Regions from separate parts of the Hordeum vulgare genome. Here region 2 is linked to region 1. A link is a contact called in public Hi-C data. All regions are on one chromosome and are shown on one strand. The core of a region is the stretch at or near the end of the contact, and the rest is flanking DNA. Distances in the headings are between cores, read along the strand shown.

Region 1 (6,197 bases), core at 1,921-4,420:
GCAGAGAAAATTCTTGAAGCTGCTGGAATGGAAGGGTGCCATGGATGTCACACCCATGGAGTGCCGGCTCAAACTGAAGAAGGATGATGATGCAAAACCTGTCGATCCTTCTCCGTACCACATCATAATTGGTAGCCTGAGGTACTTGGTGCACTCAAGGTCGGACATCACACATGTGGTTGGGGTAGTGAGCAGGTTTATGGAGAAGCCCACTGCCACTCACTAGACAGCCGTGAAGCAAATTCTTCGGTATGTGATAAGTACATTGAGCTATGGATGTTGCTACCGGCGGGGATCAGGCAAGACTCAACTTGACGAATTCAGTGACAGTGATCACGCCTGAGACGTCGGAGATCGTAAGAGCACCTCGGGTCAGATCTTCTTTCTTGGTGAGAACACTGTGTCATGGACCTCTTAGAAGCAAAAGATTGTGGCTATCAGTTCTTGTGAGGCGGAGTACGTAGCAGTGGCGGTGACAACATGTCGAGGTCTCTGGCTGAGTCGTCTTCTCGCAGAAATGAGAGGGGAAGAAGCCAACACTTTCAAGCTTCTAATGGACAACAAGTCTGCTATTGCACTTGCGAAGAATCCCGTTCATCACGACCGCGGCAAACATATTGATGTCAAGTTCCACTTTATCCGAGATTATGTTGAAAAGAAGGAGGTGCAAATCGATCATGTTGGCACAAATGATCAGGTTGCTGATGTGTTGACGAAGGCACTGGGTCGGGTGAAGTTCATCGAGCTACCATAGATGCTTGGAGTGAAGGAGGTCAGCAAAGGACGTTGAGCTTAGGGGGAGAAATGTTAGACATGCTAAGCTCAGGTCATTAGGCTAGTTTTCTGCTTACAATAAATATTGCATGACTGCTGATGTGACACTTCCATGGAGCATGCATGTAGTAGATGGAGACGTGGTGCATGCATGATCTCTCTTTCGATTCTTTCTGTTATTCTTAACCCGGTCAGCGTGGCGTGTTTGTGCATCTGGAGGTCATGGGATGGCGCGGCAAATCCGGATCACAGCGAGCTAGCCGGGGTAGTTGGTAGTTTTCTTGTTTGTAACAGATAAAAGATCAAGCAAAGAGTAGAAAACGCTGCGCAGTTACGGCAGCACCAAAAACTACTCGTCTCTCCCACGTTCGTCTCTCTCGCAAGTTCTCTCTCTCTCTGATCCGGCGACAACAAAATCCTGCACCCAACTTTTTTCTCCAGGAATTGCACCTAACTTATTTGCATACACAAGTTTTTTCTTGATATTGCGTGAATGTTCTAATACATATGCAAGTAGAAAACAAAAATGGAGGAGCAAGGAGGAGAATTGCGAGGCTTGCACGCACGACAACAATGAACTAATCTTTTTAGTTTCGTGATGATGCACATCACCTCGTCCCTTCCAAATTCGCCTTGAGAATGGGATGTGGACTATGTATCATACACAAAAGACACTTTACTTAATAGTTCCATTGTTGTGATCCTACAATTAAGATGTATTAAACTTACCAAGTCAGCCTTAACTGATTGCATTATGCCATCAAAGTCCACTCCCCATTTCTCAGCCAAAAACCATAGACATCAACATATCAGCACAACCCCATACACCCAGACTCCAATTTATAAGAGAAGGCCAGATTACCTGCACAACAAGCTCAATGCCTCAAAGATGCTTGTTCTCTCTTTCTAGACGGTCCTCCCTAAAGACTGCACACGATGTGAGAACATCATCCTTTTAGACGTATTCTTTGCCTTCTCTGCTTTGCTAAATACTCCCTTCGTTCTATAATATAAAAGTGTTTTTGACACTACATTAGAGTGAAACACGCTCATATATTATGGGACACATGGAGTGACTCATTAGCAATTCCAACTACGGTTCGCATCTACATTGCTACAAACAATATAGAATAGATATATACATTACTTGTATCTACAGTTTTATACATTACTTGTATGCAAGAAGGAGGTATAGTATAAGCATTGCTTTTATTAATAAATGCAAAGTGTAACATACAATACATCGATCAAACAATTCTATATTTGGCCTACACTGGCCATACCTAGCAAGAATCAAGATGGTAATTAGGAGCTCTCTCTAAAGAAACTAACTCGTGTGTAGGTTTATTAAGGCCCTGTTTGGAACCACTCAGATTATATAATCCGATTTTTATAATTTATTATGTCTCCAAACAGGACAAGTTATATTGCAGTTTATAAAAATTAGATGGTCAGATTATTAAAAACTAATAATCTACTCTACCCCAGCTAAAATCAGATTATGGATTACTAATGACCCATTACCCTTGAAAACTTGGAGATAATTACCTAGTGCCACTGCCACCATCCTCCAAACATGCCCACCTAGATTATTACCTCTGCAGCTAAAAAACAAAGGACAGACATGTCATTGTACAATATAAAACCTGGATTACAGTTTATATAATCTGGCCTCCAAACATGTCCATCTAGATTATTTTTATAAACCAGATTATATAATCTATCTTCATAATCAAGATTATTATAATCTATTGTGATTTCAAACAGGGCCTAATATCTGTTACAACTTTCTCATCCATAAATTGAGGGACTTGTTCAAGTTTTTTATGGCCATCAGGAGGACATACCAATTGGAGATAAGTTCCTTTTCTCATGTAGCGTAGTATCTAGTTATGAAGTGAATAAAAAAGAAAGAGGAGATTGTATGGTAGATTCGTAGTATAATTAATTGCAGAAAAGATTGCCTACTGCTGCACTAAACGAATTGAACCAATAATGGGTGAAATCAATCCTAAAGTTGCTACTGTAGTTGTTATAAAGCATAAAACAGTACCTTTATGTCACAACTAACTTAGTTTAGAAAGAAAAAAAAACAAGATCACCCGTATAGCAAGACACGTGCCAAACTAAAATTATGAACTGCCAACAAATCATAGCCAACGAATCGTGCGCAAAAAAAGTATAATACGGAAATAGTTTACGACTAGCTCAATCACACTAGACCGAAAGGAAAAAAGGTACTTGAGGGGCATGATTGAGACGAGGAGAGAAGGAAAGGCGGGAGAAGAGGTTGATACCGTGGCTTTAAGATGTAGGCGAATGGGGACTGCGAGGGCTATGTGTGACCCGATAGCTCATATACAACGCATAGGTCACTCGCAAGCGAGATAGCATGCACGTCCGAGCTCCTGATCCAGTGTATGGGCCAGCCTATTTTGCGGTTTATCCCCCAGCAGGTTATTTTTGTTTTCTCTACCTGTTTAATATTTTTTCTTTTTCTTTACTTTTCTATTTTTTATTTCTCTTTATTTTTCCTTTTTTCTTTTCTTTTTTCCCTTTCGTTTTTATTTCCTTTTCCCTTTTCCTTTTTTTCATTTTCCTTTTTCTATTTCTTTCCTCTTCAATTTTTTCATTTTTTGCGATTTTTTCTTTTCAAATTCATGAACTTTTGTTCATCAAATTCAAAAATGTTCAACCATGTAAAAAATGTCATAGGATTTAAATATAATTCATAATTCAACATTTATTCATGAAACTACAAGATTTTCATGAAAATCTATTTTTGTTTGCAATATACAAAAAAATCACAAAATTCAAAAGTTGTTCACTGAACTAAATATTTTTTCATCATTTTTCAAAAAAAAATTGAATTCAAATTTTACTCATCATGTTGAAAACATATTCATCGAATTCATAGTTTATTCATAAAATAGAACTAATTTTTCATATGTATTGAAAAGTGCTCGAAACAATTTCACCAAAATAAAAATGTTCATGAATATTATAACAAATGTTCATTTTCTGAAATGGCGGAAAGTTTTTTATTCAAGAACTGTTTTTAACAATTCACAATGTTTTTCAATTTTTTGAACTTGTTATAATCCCGGTTTTTTTAACATGGAATGAAACAAAAACAGAAAATAAAAATGGAAAAATGAAATCTAAAACAAAAACAAAAAAACAGGGAGCACCCTCCCGCGCATGGCCGGTCCAACAGGGTGCTGCCCTGACTGGGGCGCCTCACTCTCCAAATAATGGTTTCCGTCTCGAGCAACTTGTTACCGAGCACTCCTTTGGGAGCCTCCCAACGATAACCCTCGCGTGCTGTCACTTGGCACGTTCTCAGCCGCCGCCACGTGTCACGCTCTGAACATTTCCTTCGTATTTTGCTTTTTTCTTTTTCGCATGTGTTTTTGGTTTTTAGAGTGGTTTTTTAGGTGTTTCGGTTTTTCACCGGTCTATCGTAATTTTTGGACGAAAAAAACATTTAATTTTTTTCGCAAAAAAACCGCGTTTTCTGTTTCTTTTTACGGAAAAAACATGTTTTCTCTTTGTTTTGCGAGAGGGACGGCTTTGCTTCCGCGAGAGGCACGGCCGTGCCTTTCGGAAAGAGAAAAAAAAACACGTTTTCTGTTTTTGTTGTGAGAGGGACGGTTTTGCTTCCGCGAAAGGCACAGTTTTGCATTCGCAAGAGACATGTGCCTCTCGGAAAGGAAAAAAAAATTGCTTTCTGTTTTCTTTCCCGCGCAAGGCACGGTTTTGCTTACGCGAAAGGCACAGTTTTGCTTTCGCAAAAGGCACGCCCGTACCTCTCCCGAAAGGAGAAAAACGTGTTTTCTGTTTTTTTTTGCGAGAGGCACGGTTTTATTTCCGCGAAAGGCAGGGTTTTACCTTCGTGACAGGCACGCCCGTGCCTCTCCTGAAAAGGAAAAAAAACACGTTTTCTACTCTTTTTTTTTCCGTGAGAGGCACGGGTTTGCTTTCACGAGAGACACGGTTTTGTCTTTGTGAAATGCACGACCCGTACCTCTCGCAAAGGGGAAAACGTGTTTTATGTTTTTTTTTCTATCGCATGAGACACGGTTTTTTCGTTCAATTTTTTTCTTCCGGTTTTTTTCGTGAAAAAAAGTTCGTCAAAATCTATCAACATGGAATCTAGTTCTGAAGATCTCGACGCGAGAAAGCCCATGGTGAAAACGGTTCGAGATTTGTACGCACGGTTTAAGAGATAAAACGTTTTAAAAATATAGATCTACGAAAAAAGAAAAAAACTCCCTCCTTGCGATAAGTGGCACGCATGCAATGCGTCATTTGTCGCAACCTATGAAAATGGGAGTAATTGTTGAAAGATGTACTCGCTAACTAGTGATTTCGTCGTCTCACCCATAGATTCGAGCTCCTATTTACCGCCTTGTGATGTCGCTTCGTACAGGACGCGCCCGACTGGGCCAGCCCATTGGGGCTGAACCGGAGTTAGCGTTCGGGAGGAAAATGCTGAAAAAAAGGTATTCAGATTGCAGATCTCGTGTTTGTGCATTCAACTGGCTCGCCAGTTCAACTACTAAGTGTTGTTAACAAATACATAGCACGAGCTTTATATATAACTAACAACAACAGCGTAAATTGCAGATCTTTTGGAATTTTGAAAAATTCTTAAATGCGAACGTCTTTAAAACTTTTAGAACATTTTCCAAAACTCGAATTTTTTTTGAAATGCGAACTTTTTCTAATTGGTGAAATAATTGAATATGAAAAAAAAATGAAATCCAGAATAATTTTTGAAAATATGAATTTTGGTTAAAGTGTCTAATAATTTTTAAATAACATTCAGAACATTTTTTGAAAATATCAAAAAAATTTGAAAACATGATTTTTTTTAAATTTGCGAACAATTTATGAAATGTGAATGATTTTTAAACTCTTCTAGAAATGGGAACATGAACATTTTTTAAAACAGCTGTGAAATATTTTTCAAATCAGGAGCATTTTTCGAAATACCAAACACATTTTGAAAAATCTGTGAAAATTTTCACATTACAAATATCAAACGAGTACATTATTTTAAATTACAAACAATTTCTAAAATGTCCCGAATATTTTCGGATATATAGGAACTTTCTTTAAATTGTGAACAAATTTTACAAAACCTGAATTATTTTTGAATTAACGAACATATTTTGAAAACATGAACATATTTGGAACTTGTGAACAAATTTGGAAAGCTAGAATAATTTTTGGAATTTCAGAACATTACTTGAATTTTCGATAAATTTTCACTCTTATTTGTGCAGATAATTTGAAAGTGGCAAAAAATTTAAAAATAATTCGGTAACATGAAGTTTCTGAAATTTGTTAACGTTTTCAAACATTATTAAAGTGGAAACATTTTTTAAAACTCCCGAACGTTTTTTGAATTGGTGAAA
Region 2 (6,178 bases), core at 2,336-4,835, 550 kb after region 1:
CCCATCCATTTGAAATCAGAAGGGGAGGAGAGATTATTTAGGGAAGTTAAGTAATATTACGTAGGAATTTTACGTAAGTGTAGCATTTTTTGGGTATGGCCGGCCGGGACTTCCATTTTTGTTTCCTCTTTTATTATATACTCCAGTAAGGCAAAGCGCATCTGGATTAGCTGCGGCTATCCTGAGCATGGACACGAAGTGATTAAGAGGATCTATAACCGTATTGAACAAATTCGGCCCCTATATGTCCCTCAAATATACCTGAGCATTCTTCGAGTCGAGTTGGGTTTCGGACCGGATCAAAAAAGGCCCGGTGCTGAAAACCCAGACCAGAATTCATCGGTCCTGAATATTGGACCCAAACCCAGCCTAAGCCCCAAAAAACCCGATTGGGCCCAACCGGCCCGGTCCGATCATGGCTTAAAATCGATATTGCTTAAGCCCAAGCCCGGTCTGGCCCGATCATTGGGCTTAAATTTTAGGCCCGAGCCCGGCCCGATGGCAAGTTTAGGTCTCTCTCGGCCTGGAATTTTCAGATCGGGTCGGATCGGGCCGCCCGGGCTGCCCATGGCCAGTTATATCGTGGACACATTCGGATGGCCCCTTATATTTTACTCTCTCTATCCACGTATCCCATATCCAGACTATCATATTCATATAAAATCATGCACGTTGATCACAAAAACTAAATGTCACCCGTAAAATAACAAATATTAGTACCGAACATAAGTAGTGTTCCATGTCGTATATGGTCTTCACAAATGCAACCCACTCACGATATATGCCACCGACGAGATAATATCACATCTTTTAGTCTCGGCCGTTGACCATGTAGTTGCACGGAGGTGATTTTCCGTTGCAAAGCCTCTTGAACACCGGAGATCATTGAAACACGTTGATGTCGTTGTGAAAACCCAGCATTTCAAAGGAAGCATGCCAATTCCATAAGTCATGTGATGACACCGTTTCTAGTATGATGACAGCCTCTCTCGTGTGACCTTGATACATTCCTCGCAAACCTTTGGGACAGTTCTTCCACTGCCAACAAGTTTTTTGTGGCCTGCACATTTGGTTCTCTCGGATATTCACGTCCAAACACCTCAACCACAAGACGGGCAAACTTGACAGTAGTCTTCAGGGATGTGTTCTCCCGCATCCTAACCATCTCATCAACGACATCTATCGCAATACCAAGTACAAGCATTCTCACAGCAGCCGTGCACTTCTGCTTGGCAAAGAAAGAGAGTTTACTACTCCAATCTCTTGTCAGCTTGAAGTAGTCGTCGTGTGCCTCCGTAGCGTCCACAATGCACAAAAACACTGTTTTTCACATGCAAAAATGACTACAAAACCATGGATCATCCGGAAAAGTAGGGTTCGGAGCAAAGTAATCCTTCTACAGTAGCTTTGTTCCGAATACCATATGTCAATTGATCACTCTTCTCCTTTGATTGAGCCGATTGAGCCCTTGAAATTAAGAATATGCTTCACTTGCCGGTACATTTCCTCTTGTATGGTCATGAGCATGATTATGTTCACTTTTTGGTCTGAATCCGGTGAATCGAAGAACTCATCTTCAATGAGTTGATCAATCTTTGTCGGTCCATACTACTCGTCGGACGAAGAGTCGGAATCCTCCATTTCCCCTAAGAATTTGACCAAAAAATCCAGTCAGGCATTGTGTCGAACACATCTAGCGTAAGGCGGAGCGAGAGAATTGCCACTCTTGGTGTCTTTCGGACCGACAACGACGTCCTCCACGGCGAGGACGGGACAAAAGAATCCTCTCAAGGAGCTGGCAGAGCACATGCTACGAATGACGGCGGAGCGCGTGCGGCGGCGGAGCTGCGAGGAGGAAAAAGAGAGGAAAACATTAAATGGATCCGACAGTTGTGCGGGGTGGATTTGATGTAATTTGCATTGGGGTCAAAATGTCGGGTACAATGTGAGACACGTGCTCGGACGCGTCCGGGCTCGCTTGTATCCGTTCCATATCTAAGCTGTATATAATGGATGTCGGTTAAACCGGCCTTTATAGTCGATTTAAACGGATGATTGGATCAAAATTCCGTGATCTATCAATGATCCAACTATGTGCCCTTGCGTTGGAGTGGGTAATGAGGGCCCGCTTGTAATGCTCTAAACGACCGCGCGAGGGGCAGCATCGGATCCCACTCGCACGTCGGGCGGGGTCATCGCACCGCGCGCGCGTTTCCGCCGGTTTTTTCCTACTAGAGCGCTACGTTGCCAGGTTCGTTCGCGCTCACATGGGTGGGAGAAGATGTGTAGTAGTCCCTTTTTGGATAAGACGGCCCGGGATTGGACTGGATCTTGAGCATCTATAGCATCTCATCTGGCTTTGCTATCGTCTTGTCCTAATCAGGTCGACGTTGTTTCACGTACCGCGACCGCAGCAAGCAAACCGATCGAGTGCGCGCGCGCACATCGCCCCGGCTAGCCTTTTGGCGCGTAGACCAGCTCGTACGGACAGCACGCCTTTCCTTCTGTCTGCCCATGCATTGCGTTGCGAGACATGGATCGAGTTTTAGTACGCTCACCTCGTCCTTCCTTCGTTCGTGCATGCATGCACACGCACGCACGCACGCACGCGCACACAATTATGCACGCCCTCAGCCGTAATTATATGTTTGCGTAGGCCCTTCTTGTTACCCATATTAACAAAGGAAAAAAAATGTCAGACACTCAATTTTCTTTTACTCCATCTACATAAATACTCCCTCCGTTCCTAAATATAAGTCTTTTAAGGGATTTTGCTACGTGACTACATACGAAGCAAAATAAGTGAATATACACTCTAAAGTATGTAGTCCAGTAGTACAAACTTTAGAAAGACATATTTAGGAACGGAGGGAGTATATAGATGTGCATCTCTCCCCCAAAGAAAAACGAGGAGCCGCTCCATCTCCACTCTCCAGCACTTTCCTTCATCCCATAAAAGGTGCCCGGATTTGACCGGTCAGTGCGCAGCCCATGCAGCTGTTCCTGCTGCGTAGATTTGTCTCGGTCCGATCGGCGCCATAGCAATAGCATAGCATAGTAGCAGCATGGTTGCTGGAAGGGAGGCACGGGCGGGAGCTTTCCAGGGGAGGGGCGCATCGATCCGTGACTTGTTGACAGCTGATAGGCCGGTGACAAGTGTGCCGGGGCGAATCCAAGCATGCGATCGACTAATCATGAACCCCCCGGGAGGAAACACATGCGTGCTCCCGTACGTCGACATGTCACTGGTAGCCGTATCTCTCACCGTCGATCCGTCGCCCGATCTCCCTTACCCTCATTGTACCATATAAACAATACAGATACTGTATCCGACTTTGTAATTTCTCTGCCTCGAATAGTTGATCATACTGTTGAGGAAATTACTAGCAGCATGCAGCAGCGAAACAGTGAACAGTGTAGTCCGCCACCGGCACGCCCGAAACAAAAAACAGTGTTGTACAGCGGCCGGTAATTACACGGAAGTTCTGTATTTTTGTGGTGGTGGTATGAGCGTGGGAGTATACGTGCAGGGTAGGCTAGCAATGATATGGAGGAACGAATGGAGACAAGGCGGGATGTCTTTATGCCATGCATCGAGAAGCGTGCGCGTCTGTGGGGCACCGAAATCTGCTACGGCCCCTGTTCGTGCACGACTAAATAATTACCGGTCGGCCTACTACTGCTGCTGCTTTTGTTGTTGTAGTACTCCTACTCCTCCTCACCACTCTCTTACCGTGGTAATATATTTTTTGAGCTATTCTTACCGTGGTAAATAAATTGACGTTCTGGTCAAAAAACATCATGGTAATCCATTTTGAAATAAGAATCCGACGATATAATTTTGGTGGCATATAAATCATACACTGTTAGTGATACATAGGGTTAAAGTTTAGTCTAAAATACAAAGAGCCTAATAAACCCCAACGGAGGGAGTAATTAGCAGTACTCCTGGCCACGCAATAGAATCTCACTCAGGGTTAAGTACACTTACCCACGATCAGCACTGAAACAAAGGTAGTAGTACTACTCTCGCACATGATCCCCCTCTATATGTCTATCTTTTCTTCTCCGTCTGGGAACTTATTCGGAAGATTTGGGCACTGAAAGATCCGAAGGATAAAATACGAAAGCAGACACTAATTGACAGGATACTGTTGGCGGCACTCGGTATGTTGCTCGTGGGCGGGGCAATAATAATGTGATGGATGACCGTTCACTGGCGACTTGTTTGTTTACATTTTATTACAACTCGCTCGCTGCCCGCGTAATGATTACCATGCACGCTGAGATTTGCTACAGTGGCGCCACTTTTTTGTGGACAAAACGTACGGCCGCGCTTTGATATCTCGTTCCGATTTCGAGGGCGTAATGACACTTGGTTAGTGCACTGCTCTGGAATTGCCAAGGAAATCGCACCCTGCACATGCCCGGTTTTGTTGTCGTGCCCAAGTGATCTCCTTGTTTAGGGCAACTCCAACACGTGGATCCGATTTTTATCTATTTAGGTCGGTCGTTCGTCTGTATGTATTTTTTTTTTTAAATAAATCAACCAATACACACAACAGGAAGCAAATAGACGACATCACTGTCACAATAAAATAATACTTCCTGTTAAAAAAACGTGTTTGGAAATTCTCTATAACCTACTCCCTTCGTTCCTCGTTCCTAAATATAAGATCTTTTAGAGATTACACTATAAACTACATACGGATGTATATAGACATATTTTAGAGTGTATATTCACTTATTTCGGTTTGTATGTAGTCTTTTAGTGAAATCTCTAAAATGTCTTATATTTTGAAACGGAGGGAGTAGGTGTTTATTGATTGGTTGTGAGATGGGTTAAAAAATAGCATTCACACTGCGCATGCATATAGAAATAGTACAACGGAGTACTAATTAGCTGCTAGGAATAAATGCAATGCGCCTTAAACCTTGTCTATTGTGGAAATGCACGTAAATTTAATTGTGTCTTCTAAACCGTGACGGAGGAAGTACTTCATTCGTCACAAAACAAGTGTCGCAAATTTATAACTAAACTAATACAATCGTTACACCAAGTAAATGACACTTATTTTAGGACGGAGGGAATAGGAGAGAGGCCAATGAGGTTGGGTCTCAAATTAAATAAATAAAGAGGGATGGATGGACGGGTGGGTGACAAGAGAGTCACGTTGGACACATGTACACGATGCACACATAGAAAACATCCATTTTGCGTCCGCCTACGATCCGAATGTGACCCAAATTTGTGTCAGAAATAGGTGTGCGCAAACACGAAGCACACTCATTTTGAATTTGGGTCGATGCGTTGGGTCCCCACTTTGGTCCGCGCCGACCCAAACAGATGCGGGCCGACGATTTGGGTCGCTGCGTTGGAGTTTCTCTTAGTTATAAATATAGTTAGCCTTCACTCAGAAATTGCTTTTGAAGGCCGAACTCCATGAAAGCATCCAAATGCAAAATTCAAATTTGATGAAAATTCATATTTTGATATTTTAAAAGATCTTGAAAAAATACATAAATAGATGAAGGTATAATATACAAGTTCATCATAAAGCTTTAGTAGCTTGGTGGTAGTGACTTGGAGAACATCGCGAATAGCTCAAGGATCATCATCCCGATCCCATGCATGTTATAATTCATCACAAAGCTCAAGTAGCTTGGTGACACTGACTTGGAGAACTCTCTCAATCACTATCTTATGTGGGAGATTAACTCCCACTTGATTCAAGCGATTGTAGCACCTAGACAATCTGAGCACATGCTCACCGATTGAGCTATTCTCCTCCATCTTGCACGCAAAGAACTTGTCGGGGTCTCATACCTCTCAACACGGGAATGAGCCTGGAATTCCAATTCCAGTTCTTGGAACATCTCATAAGCTGTGTGACGTTTTTGAAGCCTTAGTTCTAAGCCATAAGCATTATGCATTGAACTATCAAGTAGTAACCAGAATGTGCATGTCATATGTTCACAACATTCATAAATGATGCTTGAGGGGGTGACACATCGATTGGTGCAATAAGGACATAAGCCTTCTCGACAGCAATGAGGACAATCCTCACATCACGAACCCAGTCCGCATAATTGCTTTTTTTCATCTTAGTTTTCTCTAGGAACGTATCAAAATACAAGGAAGCTATGGCGCGAGCTATTGATCTACAACATAATTTGC

Evidence for each region. Hi-C and Micro-C count contacts between places; a contact is called where the count stands out from the background.
Region 2: a Hi-C map of an unstated tissue shows a contact between it and region 1, with 10 times the contacts expected there. The contact joins two enhancer-like sites. A contact is called at or near these places in 3 of 6 Hi-C or Micro-C datasets (leaf, seedling and an unstated tissue).

Annotation. Positions count from the first base shown.
Region 1 is chr5H:466,605,966-466,612,162 of MorexV3_pseudomolecules_assembly, forward strand. No RefSeq gene overlaps it. Among protein-coding and RNA genes, the nearest start is that of LOC123398902, 180 kb to the left of the region's middle. Within about 2 kb of position 3,171, at least 2 of the 3 cell types and tissues checked have open chromatin away from gene starts, as enhancers often do.
Region 2 is chr5H:467,157,871-467,164,048 of MorexV3_pseudomolecules_assembly, forward strand. No RefSeq gene overlaps it. Among protein-coding and RNA genes, the nearest start is that of LOC123395838, 140 kb to the right of the region's middle. Within about 2 kb of position 3,586, at least 1 of the 3 cell types and tissues checked has open chromatin away from gene starts, as enhancers often do.